Regions from separate parts of the Bicyclus anynana genome. Here region 2 is linked to region 1. Evidence: chromatin contacts called from public Hi-C data. All regions are on one chromosome and are shown on one strand. Each heading gives the region's core, a stretch centred on a gene start, on an enhancer-like site or on the middle of the called end of the contact. The rest is flanking DNA. Distances are from core to core; before and after follow the strand shown.

The links. A called contact is a pair of places that touch in the nucleus more often than the background predicts.
Region 2: a contact with region 1 is called in a Hi-C map of whole body, with 2.5 times the contacts expected there. The contact joins the promoter of LOC112046630 here to the enhancer-like site in region 1. A contact is called at or near these places in 2 of 2 Hi-C or Micro-C datasets (whole body and whole larva).

The regions. Positions count from the first base shown.
Region 1 is chr22:5,806,857-5,812,887 of ilBicAnyn1.1, forward strand. It overlaps LOC112046630 (katanin p60 ATPase-containing subunit A-like 1), which reads right to left. Exons shown (of 10, transcript XM_024083333.2): 10 at 4,147-4,877. The coding sequence ends at 4,679. Among protein-coding and RNA genes, the nearest start is that of LOC112046638, 6.0 kb to the left of the region's middle. Within about 2 kb of position 2,770, at least 1 of the 8 cell types and tissues checked has open chromatin away from gene starts, as enhancers often do.
Region 2 is chr22:5,856,351-5,862,381 of ilBicAnyn1.1, forward strand. It overlaps LOC112046630 (katanin p60 ATPase-containing subunit A-like 1), which reads right to left and starts at 3,321. Exons shown (of 10, transcript XM_024083333.2): 1 at 2,833-3,321. The coding sequence starts at 3,024. It overlaps LOC112046628 (trafficking protein particle complex subunit 10), which reads right to left. Exons shown (of 17, transcript XM_024083331.2): 17 at 4,556-6,031.

The DNA of each region.
Region 1 (6,031 bases), core at 1,520-4,019:
TCTATTTTATTAGAAGAAACTGCGAGAAATAGATGTTAATTTTAGATTGAGTTAAGTTTTCAAACCAAACGAAAGCTAATTTCTTCTTAATTTTTACTTTTATTCTCATGGCATAAATTTTTGTTCTAATGATACGTACATACAAGTTTTATCTGTGTAAAATCGGTAGGTATAAAATTCACTAAGGGTGCTAAAATATTTAAAAATACTTTCTTGTCATCTACATTGATTATGATTTTTTTTTTGCATCTACCTTTGGGATACTTAAATTTTATAAGCTCTTTCGTTTGCAAGACCAAAGAAAGTACAATGTCGAGAAGTATATTTTTTGTACATTGATAGCTTAATCCCATTTTACTTAAATACATTTAATGTTTTATTATTTCAAAAATTGAGCGAATGATACACATGCCAAACATACATTTCAAATTCTTTTTTTTATTAAATAACATATTATTAAACATTATTGACAAATTATAAAAAAATCTATAAAAGTACATAATATAAATTAGTTATGGCATAAAATTATTCTAAACTAATAAATCTCGTAAATAATCTAATTTAAGTACAAAGATCACGGTAATATTTATTTAAATACAATAACAATGAATGTGATGACAGATCTCACGCGAAAACTGTGTTATTTTGTAAAATATTAACCGCTATGTTTATTAACCCAATACATTAACGACTAAACGAATGTGTTGATCATAAAACAACGATAAATAAGCAAAGATCACTAGTCAGTCAAAGATTAAATTAAACAGACGGTATATTGTTACAGATATATTACAAAATGGAAGAATTTATTAAATGATATACAACACATTCGACAAATCGTTAATATAATATTATACATACAAGTGTTTCCGCATCAGACAATCGAAGATTAGGAGACGAAAAAAATTTTAAAACGCATAAATGTTATCCACAATTAGTATAAATGATCCTCCATTTTGTACTATTAATTGCATTTTACCCCAAATTAACCTTTACAATGATACAAATTAGGTACATTTTAATTTGACGTTAGTGATATAACCTAAAAGAGACCAGATGCTCTTAGTTATATTACTGATTTATATTTTATCAAAACTTAAAACTCTGTAAATTATGTAAATTTTAATCTAGCATTACAATTTTTGTAATGCTAGATTAAAATAAAAATGTGTAAACTCAAATATGTACAAATATAATCTTATAGATATCGAATGATGCAAAAACACTGTAATAGTAGCATACTTCAAAAGCTGTAACTTGCTATACACAAATTTAACATTTCAAACAGCAAACCCAAAATTTTATTTACACAATTACATACTCCAAAGGGAATGTCGTCTGCACAAACACACATAATATATTATGGCTTACTGTGGATATGCTAAGGATTTATACTTTTCTAATACTGAAACAGTCCTTGTACAAATGGATTTTAAAGGCAGTAGAATGTCATTCAGAGACTAAAATATATTGTAGACGAAATATTGGTAAAAAAAAATTAAAGGCTTCATAACTGAGTTTAATCTTGAAAATTTCATCACACCGCCGTACCATACAGTGTTTTGTGGCAAAAAACTCATAAACGAGGTTCTCGCATATGTTTACATATACTGACATTTAATTTTTTTTTTAATACTTTAAAATACTGAAAAATGCATGCATTTGGTGGCACGGTAGTGCCCACGCAAGTCGACCAAACAAAAGCGGCACAGCCGTACTAAATTTTTCTCAAAGCAGTTTAATAATATTCATCAATTAATAGAGTTCTATTGTGAAAACAAAGAACTTCGATCTCTTAAAAATGGATGTTTTTAAACATTTAGTTTTGTCAGGGCACAGCAGCATGAGTTTTACAGTCTATGTTTACAAAAAAATAATTTATTTAATTACTCAAAATAATATTCCAATATTCTTGCACCTGAGAGGGCTTGATTTAGAAAACATGCATTAATCAAAAACAGAACACAAAAATAATACATTTATAGCCTCACCAGTAGGACTAGCATGGGACCAAGTGAAGAGAAACAGACAAAATATCGACGAATACTGACTTGTCCTGGTCCCGTCTGTATTGTCTCATCGCAATGAATGATAGCGTTATTTCCGGTAGGGCCTATATTGGTTAAAATTTGTCTATTTCTAGTCAGGAGATATGTCGTTGGTCGCATGATAGGCGTAGAGAAATATAAAACCAGATTGAAGGCACCACAAATATTTTAACCGTCTGCGCTTGAAATAAATTAGTTCGAGGTGAGGCGAGGTTTCTTATTTTTCCGACCAGGCTATAATTGTATTTTTACTGAATTATTTTGAATAATTAACAATGAAAATTTTTGTTCATATAAAATACCTACAAAATGGAATATACCAAGGAAAAACGTCTCCCGTCATATTTAATATTTTTCCACAGAGTAAAGACATGACACAAGCGATCCAAGTAAGTGAAGATCACCAAAAAATCTTTGGTGATCCTCACTCTAAAAAAATATGTTGAAATCCGGTATATTGTAGTCAGTGGCGAATCAAATTTAAAACATTAACGCACCTTGCATGTGTAGTGTCTATGAAATAAAAAACGTAACGTCAAATGAAAGACATATTGCGTCAATTCATAGACACACACAAGAACAAAGTCTAAATATAGGTAACATGAAAATAAATTTAGATCTCACTAATTTAATTACTTGTATAATTACTGATTACCTCTGACTGAATATACTTAATTACCTATTAAAATAGTAGTGGACGTTCATTGGTCGAGATGCGATAACTATTAAAATGTGTCTTTTAACCACAGTCTGTCAAACCACCAGTAGGCATTGCATGCGACGACGACATATCTTGTAACGAGATAACGTGATCGACCAATAGCGGCGTAACAGGGATGACGAAAGTTAAAGCAACTTTATAGAATAACTGTATATCTGCGATAACTACTTTCGGAGATATAAGGACATCTTTGCGGCGCTGCCTAGGATCGCTTAAATACGCCTCATATTAAATACGGTCCAATAGTGATGTCACGTTCATTAGATTTGTATGGGCGGACAAACAAAATTACAAATATCATTGTTATTTGTGCGTTCATCTTTGTATACTTCTGATAACAAAAAATGTCACACTCAATGAAAGGAAATAATCATGTATGTATCATCTAATTATGTTAAAAGATTTTTGATTGATTTTGGAATTTTATAACTTTATTTTACAAACATCCCGACATTCTTTGTTTTTTATCTATTATAATATTGACCTTATTTTCCCGAATATCTCACAAAATCAATGTATTCCAACACAGTCGTCAACCCAATTGAAGATATCCCTCTCTCTTTCGTTGCGACGGGATGAATGAGAAAGCGATATATTCGATTCGGCCGCTATTATTCCTCGTCATGAGATATCGTTGACGCACCCTCAGGCCTTAGAACGAGAGCTTGCGATAGCCAGACATTCCTCTTTTTTATGATGGTTAAAAATTTATCAGTCTATGGTCATATTACGTACTAGCCAATTATGATGTCCTTAATCCTACACCCATCTGTCACAAGTCCGGTGCATTGCTCCCAGTGTTTCCCTCTGCCACACGGCGAATCCATTGAATGCCAAGATCGTCTCTCTGGATATCATGAGGAATCATGGTCCTCAGTCGGTTAGCTTCGCGACAACCCTTTGCTGACATCCTTAAAGTTTAATCTTTAATCGTGTTTCTCGAAAGGTTGCCGCGAAGCTAAGCGACTGATATTATGCTGAAGAAATTATTTAAAAGAATTTAAGAATTTTATATTTGGACTATTGAGGGTCAGCAGGTCATGCAACATGAACCCTTGCAACCTGCTACCTTCCAAAGTCAATAAAGTCTTAACTCAATAATCGGCTACCATGTTTGATACAGTCGGATGCAATCTTTTCGACGTTTAATGGTATTTAATGGTATACAAGTCATATGCAAAGGTAGAGGAAGACTAAAGCAGAGATGGGCGAAATCTCTGCTTCGGTCTTCAGTGGCAGGGGGCAACTGGACAAAATCTGCAAGGGATCGAGAATAGGCTACTTGCCTCTTTTGTAAACAGTGTTTAAACTGAATTATGGAAGTATATTTAAACAGTAAAAAATTTAATATAAATGAAAAATATCTACGTAAAATGTGTGCCGCCGAAACACAACACATTAGCAAGTGACGTCATTCAAAGAGATAACAGCGTGATTGGCGTTTGCAGAGATATGATTATATCACGTCACCGCAAGCGCCAATCACAAACCGATGCCTTGTAGCGAATGACGTTACAGTTTGATTGGCGTTTGCGGTGACGTGATAAAAATACAATTTTGTTTTATAAAAATATTACAATTACGAGATTATTTTCACAAATAAAAATGTGATTAGAGTTTCTAGGCATCTAAACTGCCTCTGTGCAAAAAATCTTCTTAGTTTTGTACAGCAGGCGAGTAGCCTATTGTGGAAGAGCTTGGAGGAGGTCTTTGTACTAAAGGACAATCAGAATTTCTGAATAGAGGCGTGCGTTCGGCTTGTTTCGGAGACGTCACATAAACAAACTTTCGACCTTCATAAAATGCGGTATTACTCGCTATCCCAAACTCCTAGTCCAATATACATTGATAAAGTCCTCAACACCTGTATACATATAAGTCCTTGTAAGTACTGTAAAGTCTACATCAATCAAGAGGAGCCGAACTCTGTCATCCACGAGAGATACTTCTGTATGTCACCCTTGGACACGGACTTGTTGCACTTCTCCAGCGCCTGCATGAAGTCCTGCTTGGTGACGGGCAGGTCCAGCTCCTCCTTGGCCAGCTGTTTGATTTGCTCCGGCTTGAGGCCGGCTATCTTGCGGCGCATGGACATCATTGAGGCATCCCTGTAAATGAAACATACACAGATTATAGACTAATAGTGTTATCTCCGCGTGCAACGACTTGCGGTACGGACGGCTTCAGTGTGCTCGTGGCCATGCCATGGAAACTTAGAAGAACGTAAATAAAAAAAAAATGCATTATCTTTTTTATAACATAATGGATACTATACTAAAAATACCGTAGCTAGTTACTAGATGGCGCTATCACAGGCGTTCCGAAAAAAATTAGAGTAGCCTATCTATTTCCAATAATACACTGTAATCTTTGCTCGTGGCGTTCGAGCCGTCCACATCTCTTGTTGTGTAATTTTTACGGGTTACTTGGGATAGGCGGGGAGAGTGACTTGAGTATCAACTGTTGTCTTGTTACAAGTCTTTAAGCTAAAGTATTTTATGTATACGAAATATAATTAAGTCAGTTTGATGTAGTAACGAGTAGCTAAATATATTGTGAAGTGATGTTATTATGGTTAAATTTTTAATTAATTTTACTCTGATACTAAAGTTCTCATCTTATTTTAGAGCCTATTACAATAGGAAGATGGATTGCATGGAACAGAACAGTGTCGTAGCCATTCCAAATACAAAATTCAAAACTTTAAGGGTTTCACCAGCTTCATCATGCTGCTTGTACACACCCATTCTGGGTCATTCTTTGAGACTTTCAAGTCTCAAAGTCTCAAATATCTCACCAGACATTAGCAATATTAGCGTCCAAGAACCCATGCAATTTCTTAACAAAGTCCAACAGTGACCTCGGGATCGAATCGGAAGCCTCAATAGCTCAACGGTAAGAGCGGTTGGACTCATTACCGAGGGGTGGTGGTTCGATCCTCACCCTGTTGGTCTATTGTCGTACCCACTCCTAGCACAGTCTTTTCCGACTAGTTGGAGGGGAATGGGAATATTGGTCATATTATAAAAAAAATTGCGGCAGGACCGTATTAAGGTCTATAGGCGGACGAAGCAAGTTGTTTAAATATCTCACCTGCAGACATTAGTAATATCAGTACCCGAGTACCCATCTAGTTTCTTAACAAAGGCCTGCACCTTGATGTTTTGGCAGGGAGATAGTTTGTAGTTAGTAGACGTCCGCTAAGACAGAATTTTTGATTGACGGCCTCCGTGGCGCAGTGGTATGCGCGGTGGATTTACAA
Region 2 (6,031 bases), core at 2,071-4,570, 50 kb after region 1:
TTTAGGTCAAACTCTGTTTTAAGGTTTGCGCTTAACTACAATCGTGATCGAAAGCTATGGGGTATAATTTGTGGTGCGTTTGCCTAGATAATGCCTTTTCCATTTTAATGTTAATGCCGGAAACGTAAAAGAAAAACGTACGAGTCGCCCATATCCCGCATAGTGCGAATTATTACATCTCCGGCTTAGCACCGCCTTCATACTGATCAGCAGGTAGAACATGTTATGATGTTATTTTTCGCTTTTTAGTTTAGTGGGTACGTTTTTAGGTTTTGAAGTCGGTTGTATTTTTTTTATTAAAATTTTTATTATTGTATAGTAAGTCGTACAACTTCGTCTACTGATCCGCATCGTACGGATTGCATCGAACGGATTTTTTATACTGTAAAATCAAAAATCGATCACACGAATTGATCGCGCCACTTGAAAGAAACGTACCACTACATACTCGTAAAATCGCACATACGATCTTTGTGGCCTCGAATCGGTAGTTTCGTGGCCCAACAGTATGCATCCATTTTACCTGCTTTAAGAATTTAACGATGTTTTGACAAGATTTAAAATGACGTCATGTCTACTTATTGACATTGTGTCATCTACCTTTTTAGCCTCTCGTATATTAGTACTTTGACCAAGGCACCTCATTGACTAGGCGGCCTCAACTACGACTACTACTTATTTGTGAACCACTAGTCGGTTGACCATGGTCAGATAACCTAAGGCCAGATTTATAGCAACATACCCAATTGGTCTTGAAGTAGTCAATTGTGGGCTACTACAGGTGTTATTCTGCCAGCTACACTGGTCGGCTAGCCTGGATTCTCAGTCACAGAACTTGTGTGCATAGCAAAGTTATATATGTAATTTGGCCACAACTACCAGCCATGCTAGCCAAGTCTGCGGCCAAGTGTGCAATGTTCATATTCATCATCATCATCATCTTTTTGTGACTAGACATTTAATACCTACAAATAGGTTTCTTTATAAGTTACTACTTATAAAGAAAATGATTAGTACATGATAATTACTGATTAGTGATCATTATGTCTAACTAATTTTCATAAAATGGACTAGTAATTATTTTAAAGAAATTGCTTAATATAATAATACAATCTACAAATGTGTACCTTAATGATCATATCTTTAACACCCATAATCTACATATACACTAGTTTGAATGAGTTCTTTTTAAAATTAAAATAAGAATCTGTAATTTTTTTTAACAAGGATCAATGCAAAGAATCTACTTTAAAATCTTTTTCATATTTAATATTTTGCGTCTATTACACTAGTCTCATTTAATAACTAGAAATCAACCAAAAATTTAAACAGTTAGCAGGATGATTTTAATTTCTTAAAATGCACACAACTGAAAAGTTGGAGATTTGACCCCGGACCGGATTTGAACCTACACCCACCAGAATCAGAGGCAGAGGTCATATCCACTGGGCTATCATGGCTCTCTGCTTTGCTTTATAAATAAATACAGTCAAATCATTGCAAAGCAGGAAGCTTGAACTTTAAACAGTCAAGTCAAATAAAGTACTTACAAGAAAAAACAGCACAGTCATGAAGTAAACTATAAAATTTTTTGCTATCAAACTTATTTTATGAAAATGTATTCGATAACATCTATACAAATATTCCTTTGTACAGATTATACTGAGTCAGAGTAGCGGACAGTAGCATTGACCTCAGACGAGTTAACTAGAAGCAATTGCTGTTTCAATGGCAGACACAATGAACTTTAACCAACAGAAAAAGATTAAGGTCAAAGTATCACAATGCGGTTTTACACAAGCTTTCAAATACAATCAGAACTTGTTGATTGTTATTTATTAATATTTTATTTTCTTTAATGTACTGCAATAATAATAAATAAGATTTTAGATTATCTACCAATATTATAAAGTACTAACTACCTCCCTGCCAAATTTGACCTATGTCAAGAGGTTTCAAGATTTTGTGACCTTTTGCATTTATATGTATATTAAGGTAACTAATCTTTTTATGCAGCAGCTTGCATCTAATGGTTATTTTATTAGTAATGTTTTTGTTATTTAAAAATATTTATCCAAGTCTATTACTGTACTCCAAATACATTTTAGGAATTTTTTTGTTTGTGTAAATCTCTGAAATGTACTGCACAGATTTTGAAGATGAAAATGATAGTGGTCATTAAATAACTTAACACTCAGACCAATAACCTGTACTGGAGTAGGTGGATCCAAGCTCCATATCACATCTCCTTTTTGTAAAGAAGCTTTGTCTTGAAGTGGGCTTTTATTTTTAAATTTTGTAATGAATACAAATGATAATTGAGTGTATTTTATAATTCAGATATATATATTTTAAGTTAGTCCTTGGCTACAATCTCACCTGATGCTAAATGATGGTGTAATCTGAGATTTAAGCAGGCTACCTTGTTATGGGTAGGATAAAATCCACACCCCTTTCAGTTTTTCCACTTCATACAGGTACACTAAATCTCTTAGCGGTACTTCTTTCAGTAGTCAAAATATAAGTCAATATCAAAAAATCATATTTAAATCAACATGTTTATTTTTAAAGCAATACAATAACATTTTAAGTAATTTGAACTATTTGTTGTGACATAAATGTGTAATAAAATAAACATGTAAACAATACCATAAAAATGTGCAAACATGTAATTGAATAAGACATCAATGAATTAAATTACAGCACTTCGTGTGTGGCCTTCTACGGTATGCCAAACAAATTAATTAACTTATCACATAAGGAAATGAGGGCCTACAGTACAAGGTTAAAGGTTTTCAAACTTAGTAATACTAATAAGCGAGTATAACTTACCAGTTGCCACTTGGACTTGCGCGTGGGGTCTGCTATGGTGATGAGGAGTCTGTGGATCATCTGAACTGTCCCTTCGTAGTACACCAATGCGGATTCATAGTTCCCCATCAGTGCCATTTCCCGAGCAAGTTTCGTGTTCTCGCAAATTTCCCCAACAGACACTGCCATTATTGCCATTCCCGCTGCATACATATAACAACTCTTTCAACAAAAATCACTCCTCCAAGTTCCTTCTGTTTGGAGTAAATCACAATAGCGCGTGACAACCAAAGGAGCACTTCTCATTTTTGACGAACCTAACCCGCGCCGATTTCATATTAAATTTATTAATCACATCAAACTATTGGTCTTGTGTATAATATAATAAATTATCTCATGACGACTAGAATTTTATTAACAAATTTTCACACACTCGGTTGGAAAACAAACCAAACTTTGTAAATTTTGATCGAAGACCGTTCACATTTCACATCACAAACACAAATTGTCATAAAACAAAGACAATGAAAATGTTGCTACATTTTTTTGTTGTCTCTTCTCATTGTCTTTGTGTTTTGTCTATGGATGACACAAAAGCTTGGCCAATACGCCAATGTTGGCGTAATATTGTACCAACAGCACACCATCGGCGTTTGTAGTCTCTGGTAAACAATAAAGATAGTGTTGTACCTGTTGTATTTATATCGAGTTTTTAATTATTCGATTTGATGTTCCATCATTACATAAAAATAAAATTGAAGTAGGTACATATCTGATTTCACTGTAATTTCAAAGTAAAAGTGTGTCTTCTCAAAGTGTTTTCTCAAGTTGGTTACACGGCACTTAGAACACAAACAACCGTTTTTAAAATTAATGGTGTTCTGTCCGGGCCGGGCGGTTCTGTGTGGAACAACTGAACCGATTTTAATAGGACTTGCTCGGTTAATGGGACTGAAAGATAGCAAAAGATAGAGATATACTGAGCAAAATATTACATACTTTTGTCTACCTTTATACCGAAAAATCCCTGGAAAAAATTATATTAGAAACTTCAGTATCATTTTTGAAGACCTATCCATAGATACCTCACTCGTATGGGTTGAATGAAAAAAAACTTTTTAAGTACGGGGGTAATCATTTTATTTTCCATTTTTGTATGAAAATCTTAATGCGGTTCACGGAATACATCTACTCACCAAGTTTCAACAGTAGGTATAGCTCTTACAGTTTCGGAAAAAGTAGCAGGACATACGGACGGACCGACTGACAGACAATACGAATCTATAACGGCTCCGTATTTGCCTACGAAAACCTATATTTATCTGTATAAAGTTGTTACGACAGCGATTAGTATAAATAAATAAATAAAAGGGTTTTTGATGATTCGAGTCCAGTTAATTGTTAGGCAGCGGCGTAAACGCCGTCACGCTGCTAGTCGAGTATGTGATTTTGTGTAATGTTTTGTGGTGTCCCTAATTATTGATCATAAATTCTATAAAATTATGTACGGCAGGGGAGGGGATTGTTAATGTATTCTAAAGAGATCCCTTAAAGCTACACCCGAGGTCACAAGTCCTGGAATTTGTTCGAGGTGTTTCCTCTACCACAAAATTATGTACCACAACTTTGTTCTCGTCGATCATAAAATATATCAAGCATTTCGTCGAGAAGCAGAAGCAGTAGAGATCGATTGATTTTATCAGAGTAACTGTAACGGGATCACAAAGAAATGAAACAAACAAAATAACAGTAAACATTTACATATATTGATAGCCATACATATTATTATTACGAAATATAAATACAATCTTCAGTTATACAGTTTGTCGATATTTACAATAACATTTCGGAAGCCATGAAAAAACTGCCGTTTACTAAAAATAAAGTACGCTATAAATGGTTATGGAATCTACCACAACGTTCATTATTACCTATACCTACTATTGTTTGTAGTATCTATACATGAGATTTATTCAATAAATCAGATGTATAACTTTATTTTAAACAAATAAAAGCTTTAAATATACTCCACACCGCTTAGCTATAATTTATATGAGTACTAAAATAAGTAGGTACTTACAAACTAAATAGATGAGTAGGTATTCAAAATATAAAAAAATAACAAAAAAAAAACCAGATTCGATGTTAAAAAATAATTGCTATTTCTACAATTACATCCCGACAATTACTTAGCTTTACTACATTGTCCAATGGAAAGGACATGATAAAAATACATGGAAAATTGGATTTCAACTAAACACTGAAATATAACTCGAGAATTCTTTTTTCTGATTATATTTTTAATGCAGACTCCTACAATGTCGCAGCGCCACCGTAGGTTAAAAACTCAAGGCCATGTGACGGTTTTTTGACTTTTTGAAAATTTTTGAATATTTGCGGGTAGTTCGCAATGTCATTTCAAGCTAATAAGATAAAGTAATTAATTTCTTTTATGTTATTCCTTTGGTTTTACATCTTCATAAGACTTACATTACTAAAACTGACGACTGGATACTACGCTATTTATAGGCGCAGTAAAAATTGGGCGGTTACTATGAAATATTTGTGATATATCTAATATATTTAAATAAGCAAATCTTGTTATTGTATGTATATTTTGAGATCTTGGTAACTTTTGGAAAGTACCAACAGAAAATGAAATAAAACAAAAACTTCAAATAATAATTTAGCGCCATCTCATTTTATGCAACCGCTATTGACCTTAAAGTAGCACTGGTTTGGTTTTATATAAACTAAAGGATATAATATCTTTTACAATATCTACATACCTATTATTTATATCTATCCTAAAAAAAGTAATAACATAAGTATTTAACAAAAAATTACAGTAAGTTAAAATAATTATGGTTTACATAATTCAACATATTCCGAGAATAATAATAATAATTAATCAAACGAGTTAGCCGTTTTTATATTTCAGTATTATGATAAAATAATACAGATTTTTGTTTGTTACTTTGCATGGTGTGATAGTACCATACCTTGGTACACCAAATGATTATTATTAGACGATAACTTTAAGAAAAATATTCCACCATAAAGCACCTATATTTTACCAATTATTGAATTTCCGAAAAACAATACACTAAAGGCAATTTCTCCCAGTAAAATTAATTGCACGATTTTAATATTTGCAATTTCGAAAAACACTTCAATTTATTGTAGAAAATATTTTTGGTAAGTTTTAACACCAAAATAC